Linked DNA regions of Hordeum vulgare: regions 1 and 3 are each linked to region 2. Evidence: chromatin contacts called from public Hi-C data. All regions are on one chromosome and are shown on one strand. The core of a region is the stretch at or near the end of the contact, and the rest is flanking DNA. Distances in the headings are between cores, read along the strand shown.

Region 1 (4,232 bases), core at 81-2,580, 260 kb before region 2:
CAACCGCCACCACCTTCTTCTCCATTAGCTGCAGCGCTGCAGCATCAACACGTACTTACATCAGTGTCAACTGCGATAACTCCCTCCGTAAAGGAGTAATTTTTGTTACCGATCGAGGGAGTACGTACTAGTCATTTGTTCATTTATACGAAGAAAAAGGTGAAACGTTCTTTTGATCCAATATCAATACCGGCCGGTCGATTAGCACAGGACAATAGCTACAAAATGCAACGGCGAGAGCACGGGACGGGGTAGTCTCTGACTAATCCGTTGCCAAGGAAAAAAAACAGATTATCATTATTATTTAAAAAAAATCGTCATGCAAAGTTCATGTGGAGAGATCCAAGGCAGTAGGCAGGCTCCACCTCCACCTCCACGAGAGTCAACTGAATGAGGAGAGAGAGAGAGAACCAAACCAAATGAAGAAGAAAGTGGATGCATACAGGCCAAGATATCAATATGTAAAGAACACGAAAAATCTAATCGTGGAATCAAAGTTCGTGATGACGACTACTGTAGTACTCCGTATTTGCTAATCTGATCGCAGCAAACATTTGGGGGTATTAGGAGGATTTTTTATTATATTTTTTGGAAGAAGAAGAGGAAGAAGAAGAAGAGAGCAGTGACCTTGGATGGTGCCGACGAAGCCGCTGCACTTGGTGTCCTGCGCGACGAGGCTGAGGTGCGTCCCCCTGAGGACGGCGGCGTCGCGGTTGACGTCGGCGACGGCGAGGTCGATGGCGGCCCTGGCGGACCTCCCGATGACGGAGTCGAAGGTGAAGAGGGCGCCGATGGAGACGTTGGCCGGCCTGGCCGGCCGGGCGAGCGCCACAAGGCTGCAGAGGCAGAGGACACGGAGCAGAGCCGAGCCCATCTCGCCTCGTCTCTCGAGGATCTAGTATATGCGTACGGCTATCGCCTGAGAGCGCGAGATATATGAGCGCAGGAAGGCAGGAGCTCCACCCCATCGGCTAGCCATACGATCGGAAGGATGGAGAACTCCAAGAAACAGAACAAGAGCGGAGCAGGGAGAATCGAGGGGAGCAAGGTGACAAAAACGGCGTGATCCTGACCGGTGAGGAGCAGGAAAGAGATTCGACGGCGAGGAAAAAGCAGTGGCGTGGAAGGCGCAGCGGGGACGGAACGGAGTAGATCGCGCCTCGCTCGGCCCTGATTGATTGGTGCAATTACTAGTAGAGTAGTACCCTGCTTACAAGTACTGGTGGAGAGATCGACCGAGACGACACAGAGAGATGCCGATGGAGACGTCGGCCGGCACTACTGTTGACCATTCTGCTACTCTTGTAATCGTCTCGAGCAAAACGTGGATGCTCGTCAGATCAAGCAAGCAAAGATGCGGCCTGGGCAAAAGGCATTCTGGTCAGGAAACGGTTTCACATCACCCCTGCACTGCACATCTTCATCATGCAACTGTTACAGCACAGCGGCCAACTAATTAACTTACTACTTTCGAATAACACAGTTTTTTTGCTTGAGTTCACAACAGTACCTACTACTAACAGAACTGTATCGACTTGTCGAGCGGTGGTCAGCAACGTATTCTCATCCACTGTCGCTGTGGCTGTGGCTTGGCATGGAAGCAAACAGGCCATCTTTCTCATCAGGGAACAGATGCTAGTGATTAGCGCTTTGGCTTTTCGGGTGTTTCTTCTTCTTTCACCTGGGAGAATAAAGCTGCCCACACCACTTTGTTGAATGCACAAGCAAGATACTAGTAATACTATGCTCGTAGCCTCATAGTACAAGAACTACTGGTATGCTCATATACTGTACATAGATAGGGAAAGATGCACGTGCTTTCTGCTGCCCCCAATGGCTCAAATCGTGTAGGCAGCTGGTTGTTTTAGCTAACCAATGACTGCTGTTTCGATGCACTCATGCAACTCATTCAATTAACTACTGACAATACATATGCCAGACTTGTCATCTTGTCTTGTTTGATTAGGTAGGCTCTATCTAGGTTCAGTACACAGACAATCATCAACTTGGTCAATCTGAACTTAATTATTAATCAGTCATGATAAACTAATGCTAGCTCAGATATGATACACCGATTCTAATTACTCCTACAAGAAATGCCAAGTCAAATGGATCAATAGCTGCCTACCTGCAAGCGTGGATACATGGGTAATGAAGGCACGTACTGGTTGGTTGGTACGAGTGCTACCTAGAGACAGGAATGCATGGGATATTTCTTTCTACAGTCGGATATGATATGCCTGTCAAAATTAAATTCAGACGCTACATATAATAGTCTCATGATTATTTTGTAGGGCTCCCGGTCTCACTCTCTCCATCAACAAAGATTGCTTACTCTAACAGACCATTCAATATATTGGGTAACATAATGGAGCGGCTTGAAAATTAAGTGACAGACAAACAATTAAAAAATTAGCTCATGGTGCCATGCAGTATGCCAGTGGATTTTTTTGTGGATAAGCTGTACAAATTAACAACTCGTCCTGCAAATAAAAAACTAATTGCAAACTGTCATTTCTTGGATGAAGAAATTAAAAAATCAAACTATATCACATGTTTCTACATTTTTATTCATCATATGATATGTGTTTGCTTGGAGCATAGTATATTTTTGTTTTATTTGCTTGCTTGTTTTCATGATCATTATTTTCTGACCACACAAATTATGAGACACATATTCATCACAATTTATAGAATGCTCAATGAACTTCACTTATCTCTTTTGAGTTGAGACAAATGCTCATATACTTCACTTACATCTTTTCTCACAAGCGCTTATGTACTTCACTTATACCCTTTGAGCACGGCGATACATACATTTTATAGAAATCAATTGCACTTCTTTCTTCACTTATGTCTTTTTGAGACTTAAATATGTAGTGATAATTTGCATTAGTAATATGTTTGGTCCAAAAATAATAGGTATACAACGGTGGTATAATAAAATTTTGCATGTGGATCACTGAATATATTGTGTTTGATAAACGATATTAAGATGATAATATGAAGGCTTACTAATTGATAATCTTGGTCTAGTAAAAATATCGATGTTAAGGATTGTGATCTCCCACTCATTAATGTATCGGTATGGCATGACTAGGAAGTTGGAGTATAATTTATCCTTGATTCATATCATTTGTGTAGTCTAGATTGGGGACTCGCGATAGTTAACTCCTCCCAACCTTCCTTCTTAGAGCATGCAAGTAGTCCTTTGCTTCGAGGGCTTCTAGGCTTCCACATAAATACTTGAGGTCTTTATGACTAGTACTAGTTTTAGACTATAAGCACTTCCATCTATCCATATTTTGCTATCCTCTTCCGTATCGTGCATTGTCCGTTCTCACTTTGAAACTTGGTGTAAACTTTGTCGGGTATCCAAACCCCATGAAATGAGCCGCTATTTCACGAATAAGCCTTATATATCCTTCCTCGAAATAGTCACCATATCTATCTATTATGGCATGTCCATAACAATTCAAAGATATATTGCCATGCAACTTTCACTGTTACTATCTTCATGACATGAGCATTGATACATCTCCAACGTGTATATGATTTTTGATTTCATGCTATTGTACTATCAATCTAGTATGATTTATATTGTTTTATGGACTAACCAATTATAATGTTTTTATGGACTAATCTATTAACTGAGTGCCAAGTGGCAGTACCTGTATTCTACAAGTTTTTGATTTATGAGGAAATCCATACCGAACGAAGTTCAAACTCGATGAAACTTCGTGACGACTTTTTCTGGACAAAAGAAGGCCCTGGAAGCTTTGGGAGGAGACCAGACGATGCACAAGGGAGCGACAAGGCAGGGGTGGGTCCTGGGGGTTAGGGCATTCTTAGGTGCTTTGTGGCCCCCTTGTGGCTTCGTAAGACCTAATTCTAGCACTATAAATTCCCATCTATCCAGAAACCCTTGAAGGAGGTCCTGTAACAATTTTATCGCAGCTGCAAGTCTGTGATCTTCTGCGATCCCATCAGGAGGCCTTTTTTGGTACTCTAAGGATGGGGGGGGTCCATCACAGAGGCCGTCTTCATCAACCTTATTGCTCCATGATGATGTGTGAGTAGTTCCCAATGGATCCGCGGGTCCATAGCAGTAGCTAGATGACTCTCTCTCTCTCTCTCTCTCTCTCTCTCTCTCTGATGATTTGAAATACAAAGATCTCTTCACATACCTATTTGATGTAACTTTTGTGGTGTGTTTGGTGGGATCCGATGAA
Region 2 (4,172 bases), core at 1,095-3,594:
GTTGAAACATCAGCCATTATGTTCAGCCCAAATACGGAGGGGGCTGTGAGAAATGAGGTTAAAGAGACATTGCTGATCCATAGCGAGTCTTGGACCGGGAAATATCTGGGGCTTCCGGTCCATGTGGGCAAGTCCAGGAGGAAGGCCTTTGCATACGTCAAGGGGGCCATGGCTGGGTGCATGTATGGGTGGGAAGAGAAGTTGATTGCTAAAGTTGGGAAAAAAACCCTGGTCAAGGCGGTTGCGCAAGCTATTCCAATCTTTGCCATGTCTTGCTTTTACTTGACTAAAACCTTTTGCGAAGAAATCAGCTCCCTTATTGGCAAATATTGGTGGAGCCAACAAGATAAGGGCAACACTTTTCACTGGATAAGCTGGGAGAAGCTAACAAGATCCAAGTCACAAGGTGGTCTCGGATTCAGAGACATGGACAACTTTAACATTGCTATGCTTTCTAGGCAAATCTAGAGGTTAATTCAGGATCCAGACAGTCTGTGCGCAAGGGTCCTTAAAGCTCGATACTTCCCACGTAGCCATGTTCTGGATGCTGGGCTGAAGGAAGGTATTTCTTACTCGTGGCGCAGCTTACTTCATGGTTTGAACCTTGTCCAGGAGGGATACATCTGGCGCATTGGTGATGGTACTGAAGTTAAAATCTGGACCGACCCTTGGATTCCGCGTCCTTGGTCGCGACGTGTCATCACTCCGAGGAGGGGGAACCTACTGGAGGTGGTTAGTGATCTGATTGATCCATGCCTGGGAGGATGGGATGAACAGCTGGTTCAGGAGACCTTCTGGGCTGATGATGCACGTCATATTCTACAAATCCCTATCCTAGAAGGGGTGCAAGACTTTATCGCCTGGCAGTATGATAGGAAGGGTCTGCACTCGGTCAAGAGTGCGTACAAGTTTCACGTTCAGGTTGGGAAGCAAAAGGGGCAGGGGGAGGTCGGTCGCAGCACAATAGTGGCCGGAAATCTCAATAGCTGCACTGATGACTCGTGGAAGCGTCTATGGAAGCTGCCTTGTCCTAGGAAAATCCAAATGTTTGCTTGGAGGATGAAGCATGAGTCGTTGGCTTTGCGAACAAACCTGAAGAAGAGAGGAATCCCTGTTGAAGACCAAAAATGTTTGTTCTGTGGGCGTGTGGATGAAGATGGCTCACACCTCTTCATCAAGTGCAAGTGAGTGAAAGCAGTGTGGAGGGAACTTGCTATGGAGAAAGAAAGAAAGGGGCCAGAGCATATCTCTTCCATGCATGCAATGTTTGACTTTCTGCAGCAATTGGATGAGCTAAAGCGAGTGGTGGAACAACATAAATAAACTGAGGGAAGGGGAGCTTCCCGTTGCTGCTACTGAAATGGCGAGGCGCACAAGGAGCAATGTCCTTGAGTACTTGCAGGTCTGCGCTCCGGCGCAGAAGAAGGCGAGCGTGTGTCAATGGCGACCACCCGCGGAAGACCGGATTAAAATCAACCTTGATGGATCCTTGGTTCCGGGTGAGACTCATGCTGGCTGGGGGTGGTGGCTAGGTCCTCTGACGGCTCAATTGTTTGTGGCTGGGCCTGTCGCCAGGAGTATGTTGAAGATGCGTTCGCTGCTGAAGTCTGTCTCTCTTGCTGCTGATATGGGGATAATAAGAATGGTCTTTGAGACGAATTCAACACGAGCCTCTTGATTTAACCAAGTTGGACTCTTCGTCCTACGTGGCGGTCATCGAAGATACGGAGCTGTAGCTGAAGCTTTGGTTCTTTAAATTTGAGATCTCCTCGTGTCGTCGTAATGCAAACTCTGTGACGCATGAATTATTAGCTAGCTTAGGTCGATTGTATGAACCAAACTATTATGTAGAATGAGAGTCAGATGTATCAGCCATTGTGGCTGATTGTGCTTTGGGTGATTTGCCAAAGCACCGTTAAGTTATAAAGCTTTGCTTTGCCAAAAGAAAAAGTCAGCCGACGAAACACCCATACCTGGCCAAACGGGCCGGCCCGGCCCGGCACGGCCCGTGCTAAACGTGCCTGGTCCGGCACGGCACGCCGAGGCACGTTTAGTAATCGGGCCGTGCCGTGGCAGCCCGTGGGCTGCGTCTTCAGGCCCAGACACGGTCCGGTTACTAAACGGGCCGACCTGTTGGCCCGATTAGCACGCTGGGCTGTACAATTTCAGCCTCATGGGCTTGTTTTTAGGTCTACTGGGCCATATATTATGTGTATATATATATTAAAAATATTTAAAAAAATAAACGGGTCGTGCCGTGCCTGGCAAGGTCCGTTTAAATCGTGCCGGACCGGGCCCGTGTCGTGCCGTCTTTATGGGCCGGCTTGTTTAGCCTGCCCGTTTGGCCACGTATGGAAACACCCACCCGGCCGGATAGGAAACCTCCCCCGACTCCTAACAAAACCTTAAACCCTAGCTCCGGTCACTTCCCCATGGCGGCCGTCCGGGTCACCCTCCCTCATCCCCTCCTTCCCACCCCTTCGAGGAGTCCCCAGCTCAAGCCCTCCTCATACTATCCCCGCCGCGCGGTCGCCGCCTCAGCTTCGCTGTCTCCGTCGGCCCTCAGGGCTTCCCTGCAACTCGGAGATGTGATCGAGGCGCAGCAGTTCGATCGGCAGGTGCTTAATGAAATCTTTGAGGTGGCGCGGGAGATGGAGGCCGTGGAGCGCTGCTCCCACGGGTTCCGAAGCCGCGTCCTTGAGGGGTACCTCATGGCCACGCTCTTCTACGAGCCCTCCACCCGCACGCGCCTCTCCTTCGAGGCCGCCATGCGCCGGCTCGGCGGGGAGGTGCTCACCACCGAGAATGCCCGCGAGTTCTCGTCCGCTGCCAAGGGCGAGACCCTAGAAGGTGAGTTGCCTGAAAGTATCTTGTCAGGCCTTGCCTTGAGCATTTGTGCTAATCGCTGCCTGGTGACCTTTACGTGGAATGGACAAGCTGAAATCTTAATTCTAATTGGAGTTATTTAGGGAGTGAATGAGGATGGGTAGTGTTTGGGCGATGCCAGTAGGTGAGGAGATGCAAATTTTGTGGGTTATGGAAGAACATCGGTTTTGATTTTGCAATTGAGATCTTAACTGCGAGTTGTAGCAAATTATGAATCTTTGAGGACCTGGGATTTACTTAGAACCATTGTGAAGATTATTTGGGGAGGTCATCATCACTTCCTTGGATCTGCGAAGTAGAAAATTTTGGGCAAGTCTGTATACCACTTAAATTAAAACAAACATTGGTTATCTGCCATGTTTGGTGAGGCCATCAAAGAAAAGTCAGCTACTGGAACTAGTTGGCTCTCAACCTTAATTATTTAACAATTTAGAAAATTCTTACATGCTTTTATAGATCACTATGAACTATAGTTGGGAGCATCCTATTTTAACTATAGATTGGCTACCATGTTCATATAAATGCGTCCATTCAATTCCATTGTTAAAAGATAGGGCCACCCTTACTAGTTTACTTCAATCATTGTGAATACATTTTTCTTGGATGATATGGATGTGTAGTTCCTGCTGGTTTTGATGTAGGGACCACACAGTTGATTAATCCTACAACAGTAACTATTGTTATTAATTTTTAAATAACGTTTCCCAGATTATACCTGGATATTTTTTTGGGTTCTTGTAGCATCTCAAGCAGCTTACCCTTTGCCAAAAAATTCATCGTATAGAGGAAGTTGGCACAAAAAACACGCTCCAACAGATTCCCTATTTCAACCAAAAAAACACCCCATCTCTACGTAGAGGGGAAGTTCCCAAAAGCTTTTCCAATACATGCCATGTCAGCGGGCCGCTGCCAATCTCCGCCGACCATTGCGCCGCCGCCACATGTCGCTGCCGGACCGCCGCTGCGTCGCCCGCCGCAGTCGTCACCCACCACCATGTTAATAGTAATCCTTGGAGCAGCCAGTCAGTGAGTCAAGTATTTTCCTTAGGTAGTAAGCTAGTGAGTCAAGACTGTGTCTTGGGCTACAAGTCAGTGGGTCAAGTCAAGATGTCTTAGGCTGTAAGAAAGCCATGGAGGTGGTTCTGTACTAGTTGCTTTCAACTATAAAATGGGGTGAAACCTAGCCAGCTGCATCAATTGCAGCCCACAAACTGAGTTCCAAATCAGAGTTACCTGTGCTCTTGCTAGTTGCTACTAACAATTGGCATCAGAGCTGGTTAAGGTGA
Region 3 (4,190 bases), core at 1,276-3,775, 430 kb after region 2:
ATTAAGCATCATTGGCAAAGGGCCGGCAGTAAACATTCCATTTTTCCATTCATTTTTATTTCATTTATATGTGATTCGTATACGGGACAAGTTTTGTATCAAATTATTTAGTTTGGTATGATGATTTGAATAATTATTGTACTTTGGATGATTATTGTATTGTAATATTGACATTTTACTTATATTGCACATTAGTAATTCCGATTTACGGGGTCTTCGGTTTGCGGGTCGACGCGGTGGTGCCCGAGCAGACCCCGCATTGCCGATCCATAAAAAAGCATCTTCTGCCAATATCCTTTTTTACGCGTCCGTTTTGAGGGGTCTGACTCTATTCGCACCCGTGCAGGCCTACAAAACCCTTTTTCGCAAACCGTAAACGACTTTTGCTAGTTGGCTTTATATGAGGTCTGCTAGAGATGCTCTAAGGTTATTTTGAAAGTTGTAAGACAAAATCATCACATCTCAACAAATTCCAGGACTTGGAATGCTATTATCTCAAATACTTAGAGCAACTCCAATGGGGCGACCCATTTCGTCCGCTGCCGTCCGTTTGGGTCGGCACGGACAAAAATGATGGCCCAACGCGTCGACCCATTGCCAAAACGCGTCCGCGCCTACCCATTTTCGGCTAAAATTTGGGACTGAAATGCGTCGGCGCGGACTCGAAGCGGACCCCTCGGTGTCATCCCCAAACCACCACGGTCAACATTATTTATGACGACCGCTATCCTCGGGCCCACGCGTCAGCGACCGCGACCGGCCTTTTTAAATCCGAGCGTGCGGTGGGTTCCGCCATCTGCTTCCAGAACCGCGCTCGTCCACATCCAGCCACCTCCTCGGCGACCAAAACCCTAGCACCATGGCCGGCGGCTTCCCGAACAAGGGCAAGACCCCGCTCTACCCCCGCGCAATCTCCCCGCCGGCGTCTTCCCACCGGCCTCGCCAGCGCGTGAGCATCCCAGTGCACCAAGCGCGGTGGCACCGGGACCACCGTGTGCCACTCCCTTACCCCGATGTCACGCTGCCGCACGGGTGTGGTCATGCCGTGCCGCAGTGTCGGCCGTGCCGCCGTCGGCGCGGGTGTATGCGGAGGAGGTGAGCCGCCGTCGACGTCTGCTGACGGCGGAGCAGCGGCGAGACCCTACGTACGCGGCCGACTCCCCTAACTGGGAGGTGTGGTTCGCGATGGAGCACGAGGAGCAGCTCCGTCGTGGCATGTGCGAAGTGCAGCCAGGAGGCCCTCCGCCGCCCCCGCCTGTCGTCAGCGATGAGGACCACGAGGCAGAGGCCGCCTATCAGGCGGCGCTCACTGCTGTTCTCCGCAAACAGCGAGGAGGAAGCGCGGCACAGGCCCGACGAGGAGGCAGCGTGCTAGCAGCAGCTTGCGGAGGCCATCGCGCTGTCGGCCGCCGGCGACTGCGTCGTGCCACCTCCGCCGAAGCCCGAGACCACGGAGCCGCGGGAAGTCTACGAGTGGACTGGCGTTGTCGAGGAGTTCGTCACTCCGCCGCCCATCTGGTTGGGCGACACACCGCTGCAGGAGCAAGCGTACCTCGAGCACTGGAGGGCGCATCACCTACGGGCGGAGAGCGCCGAAGGCCTTCGGCTAATGGAGGTGGAGAAGGAGGCGGAGGAGGAACGACGGGAGGCGGAGGCGGAGAAGCGTGCCCGTGCTGCTGCGCTGCCACCGTCACCAGCACAGCCCGCGCCGACGGGACATACGACGGAGGCGCAGGCAGCAGCGCTCTGGAACTCGGCGTTCCCCTAGGCCGGCCCTGCGCCTACGGTGGTCGACCTCACCGGCCCCGATGACGATGACGCCGCCGCCTAGGGCTGCCCTGGTAGTTTTAGGTTATTTTTATGTTTAACTAAAGTAATGCGGACGCGTGGACTCTCACCGGCCTTCGTGGCCGGCTTTTAATGTTTAATTATGCACTTATGTGTTTTTTTCGCACGACGGTAAAAATGGATCCAACCAGCGTTGGACGCATGCGTCGACCCATTTGCGAAAGCGGACGTTCGTCTCCGCGTGGCCGACCCAAATAAACAAAAAGCGGACAAAATCAACGTCCGTTTGTATCGGCCGTTGGACTTGCTCTTAGTTCATATGCCACTAACCAAGGTCAGCTAGACAAGAGTGTACAAAACTTTTACTTATCCATTCCCTTTCAGCCCGAGACATCATTACATCATCACATATTCACAGCTCATATCCCCAATCCAGTTGCGCAATTCCTCACCCATCCTCGTCATCAACGTCACGGTCAAGAGCAGCAGCCCATGACTTAATAATGTCCGTTCCACTGACGGGGGGCCCCGCTGGGAAGGGAAGTAGCTGGTGCTCCAAGTCGCCACGTGGAGCCCACCTGTCCTCTCTAGCTAACCCGGCAATGGGCTAACGGCAAAGGCTCCCGTGTCACTGTTCACCTGGCCCCACATCACACCCGATAAACGCACACGCCCAAAATCCGACGGCCCCACCACCGCCCAACACATAAAATATACCAATCCTGACCCCGAACGCTGTCATGCGGACCCACGTTCTTCCCTCCCTCTCTCCAATTTCTTTTGTGCTTCTCCTCTCTCTCTCTCCGTCTCCCCCCCACGCCCACAGAAAGTGTGAGAACGCCAAGAGCGTCAAGCTGAGGGAAAGATGAGGGAGCTGGTCTCCTCCTCCTCCTCCTCCTCCTCCTCCCCCACCGCGGTCCTCGTCGCCGCGGCCAACGCGGTGCTCCGGGGATGGTGGGAAGACGTCAACGAGTCGCCGGCGTGGCAGGACGGCGCCTTCTTCTCCCTCACCGCCGCCTACGCCCTCGTCTCCGCCGTTGCGCTGGTCAGTCCATCCCCTCGCCTCACCTCGACGGGAAATGCTACCTTGATTCGTCCCCCCTCCGACCCCAATGCGTGCTTCGGCTCATTATTGATCCGCACCGAGCTGCCGATTGAAATTGGATCTTTCCTCCGTCAATCAATCTCACAACGCATCGAGGGGATGCTGCCGCCGAGTTCGATTCTGAGCCGTTCTATGCTGTCCGCCTGCAGATTCAGCTGGTCAGGATCCAGCGCAGAGTGCCCGAGTTCGGCTGGACCACGCAGAAGGTGTTCCACCTCATGAACTTCGTCGTCAATGGGGGTAATGTAAAATAAATGTTGCCGGAAATGGGGGCAATGTAATCAATGTTAATTAAATGTGGGATCCCCCAATCCTGATTCCTTCTTTTGATCCCACCCTTCATTTGCAACTGCCCCCCGCATGTGTCACGCGTGTGCTAACCTACCCAAAAACTACTTGCCGCAGTTCGTGCCGTTGTATTCGGATTCCATGCCTATGTCTTCCTCCTCCAAACAAAAGTAAGAGACCCAATCTGTGCACTACCACTTTGCTTTAGCACTGGCGTCGAGACCTTATTTTGCTAATTAATAATTGGCTTGGCCAGGTTTATAAGTTGGTGTTACTAGACCTCCCCGGCTTACTGTTCTTCTCGGCCTACACCTTACTTGTTCTTTTCTGGGCAGAAATATACCATCAGGTATTTCCTATGAATCTTGTTATATATATATACTCTTCATTTTCTTATCATTTAGCTGTACTTATTCAAGGACTTATGCGTGGCTTTTTCTTCTGAGCTTTGCAGGCTAGGAGTCTCCCAACCGATAAGTTAAGGATTATATACGTAGCCGTTAATAGTATCGTATATGCAATTCAGGTGTGTTATTTCTCATCATCCCGCGGTCATACCACTTTACTGCTTCCTATAAGAGAGAGCCATGCTCATGGTTGCTATGTCCGATCGGAGATCTGGACAGGTCTGTATTTGGGTGTACCTTGGAATAAACGACAATCCGTTGGTTGAGCTGGTCAGCAAAATCTTCATCGTATCTGTCTCCGCTGTGGCCCTTCTTGGTTTCGCAGTATATGGTGGGAGGCAAGTCCAATGCTTTTTCTTTGTATTGTATTGCTGTGTGTGCGCTGTATCTGAAAGCTGTGCTCTTTCTTTTCTGTAGGCTGTTTGTCTTGCTGAGACGTTTCCCCATTGAATCAAAGGGGCGAAAAAAGAAGCTTTATGAGGTGATTAGACCCTTCAATAAATGGATTTGTACACATTTTCTGTTCAGGTGGATATGTATAGCATGTTGTCAAGAACAAACTACCGACATATTCTGTTAGGATCTATCATTTCATATAGCTT

What was found. A called contact is a pair of places that touch in the nucleus more often than the background predicts.
Region 1: a contact with region 2 is called in a Hi-C map of leaf, with 5 times the contacts expected there. The contact joins the promoter of LOC123426377 here to the promoter of LOC123426378 in region 2. A contact is called at or near these places in 3 of 6 Hi-C or Micro-C datasets (leaf and seedling) and 1 of 1 datasets of contacts at active chromatin or transcription factors (embryo).
Region 3: a Hi-C map of leaf shows a contact between it and region 2, with 3 times the contacts expected there. The contact joins the promoter of LOC123426382 here to the promoter of LOC123426378 in region 2. A contact is called at or near these places in 2 of 6 Hi-C or Micro-C datasets (leaf and seedling).

Annotation. Positions count from the first base shown.
Region 1 is chr2H:386,517,617-386,521,848 of MorexV3_pseudomolecules_assembly, forward strand. It overlaps LOC123426377 (glutamate receptor 3.4-like), which reads right to left and starts at 1,331. Exons shown (of 4, transcript XM_045110197.1): 1 at 628-1,331; 2 at 1-36. The coding sequence starts at 874.
Region 2 is chr2H:386,777,590-386,781,761 of MorexV3_pseudomolecules_assembly, forward strand. It overlaps LOC123426378 (aspartate carbamoyltransferase, chloroplastic), which reads left to right and starts at 2,345. Exons shown (of 5, transcript XM_045110198.1): 1 at 2,345-2,850. The coding sequence starts at 2,352.
Region 3 is chr2H:387,203,194-387,207,383 of MorexV3_pseudomolecules_assembly, forward strand. It overlaps LOC123426382 (tobamovirus multiplication protein 1), which reads left to right and starts at 2,526. Exons shown (of 10, transcript XM_045110203.1): 1 at 2,526-2,833; 2 at 3,043-3,133; 3 at 3,299-3,351; 4 at 3,438-3,530; 5 at 3,636-3,707; 6 at 3,808-3,926; 7 at 4,006-4,069. The coding sequence starts at 2,654.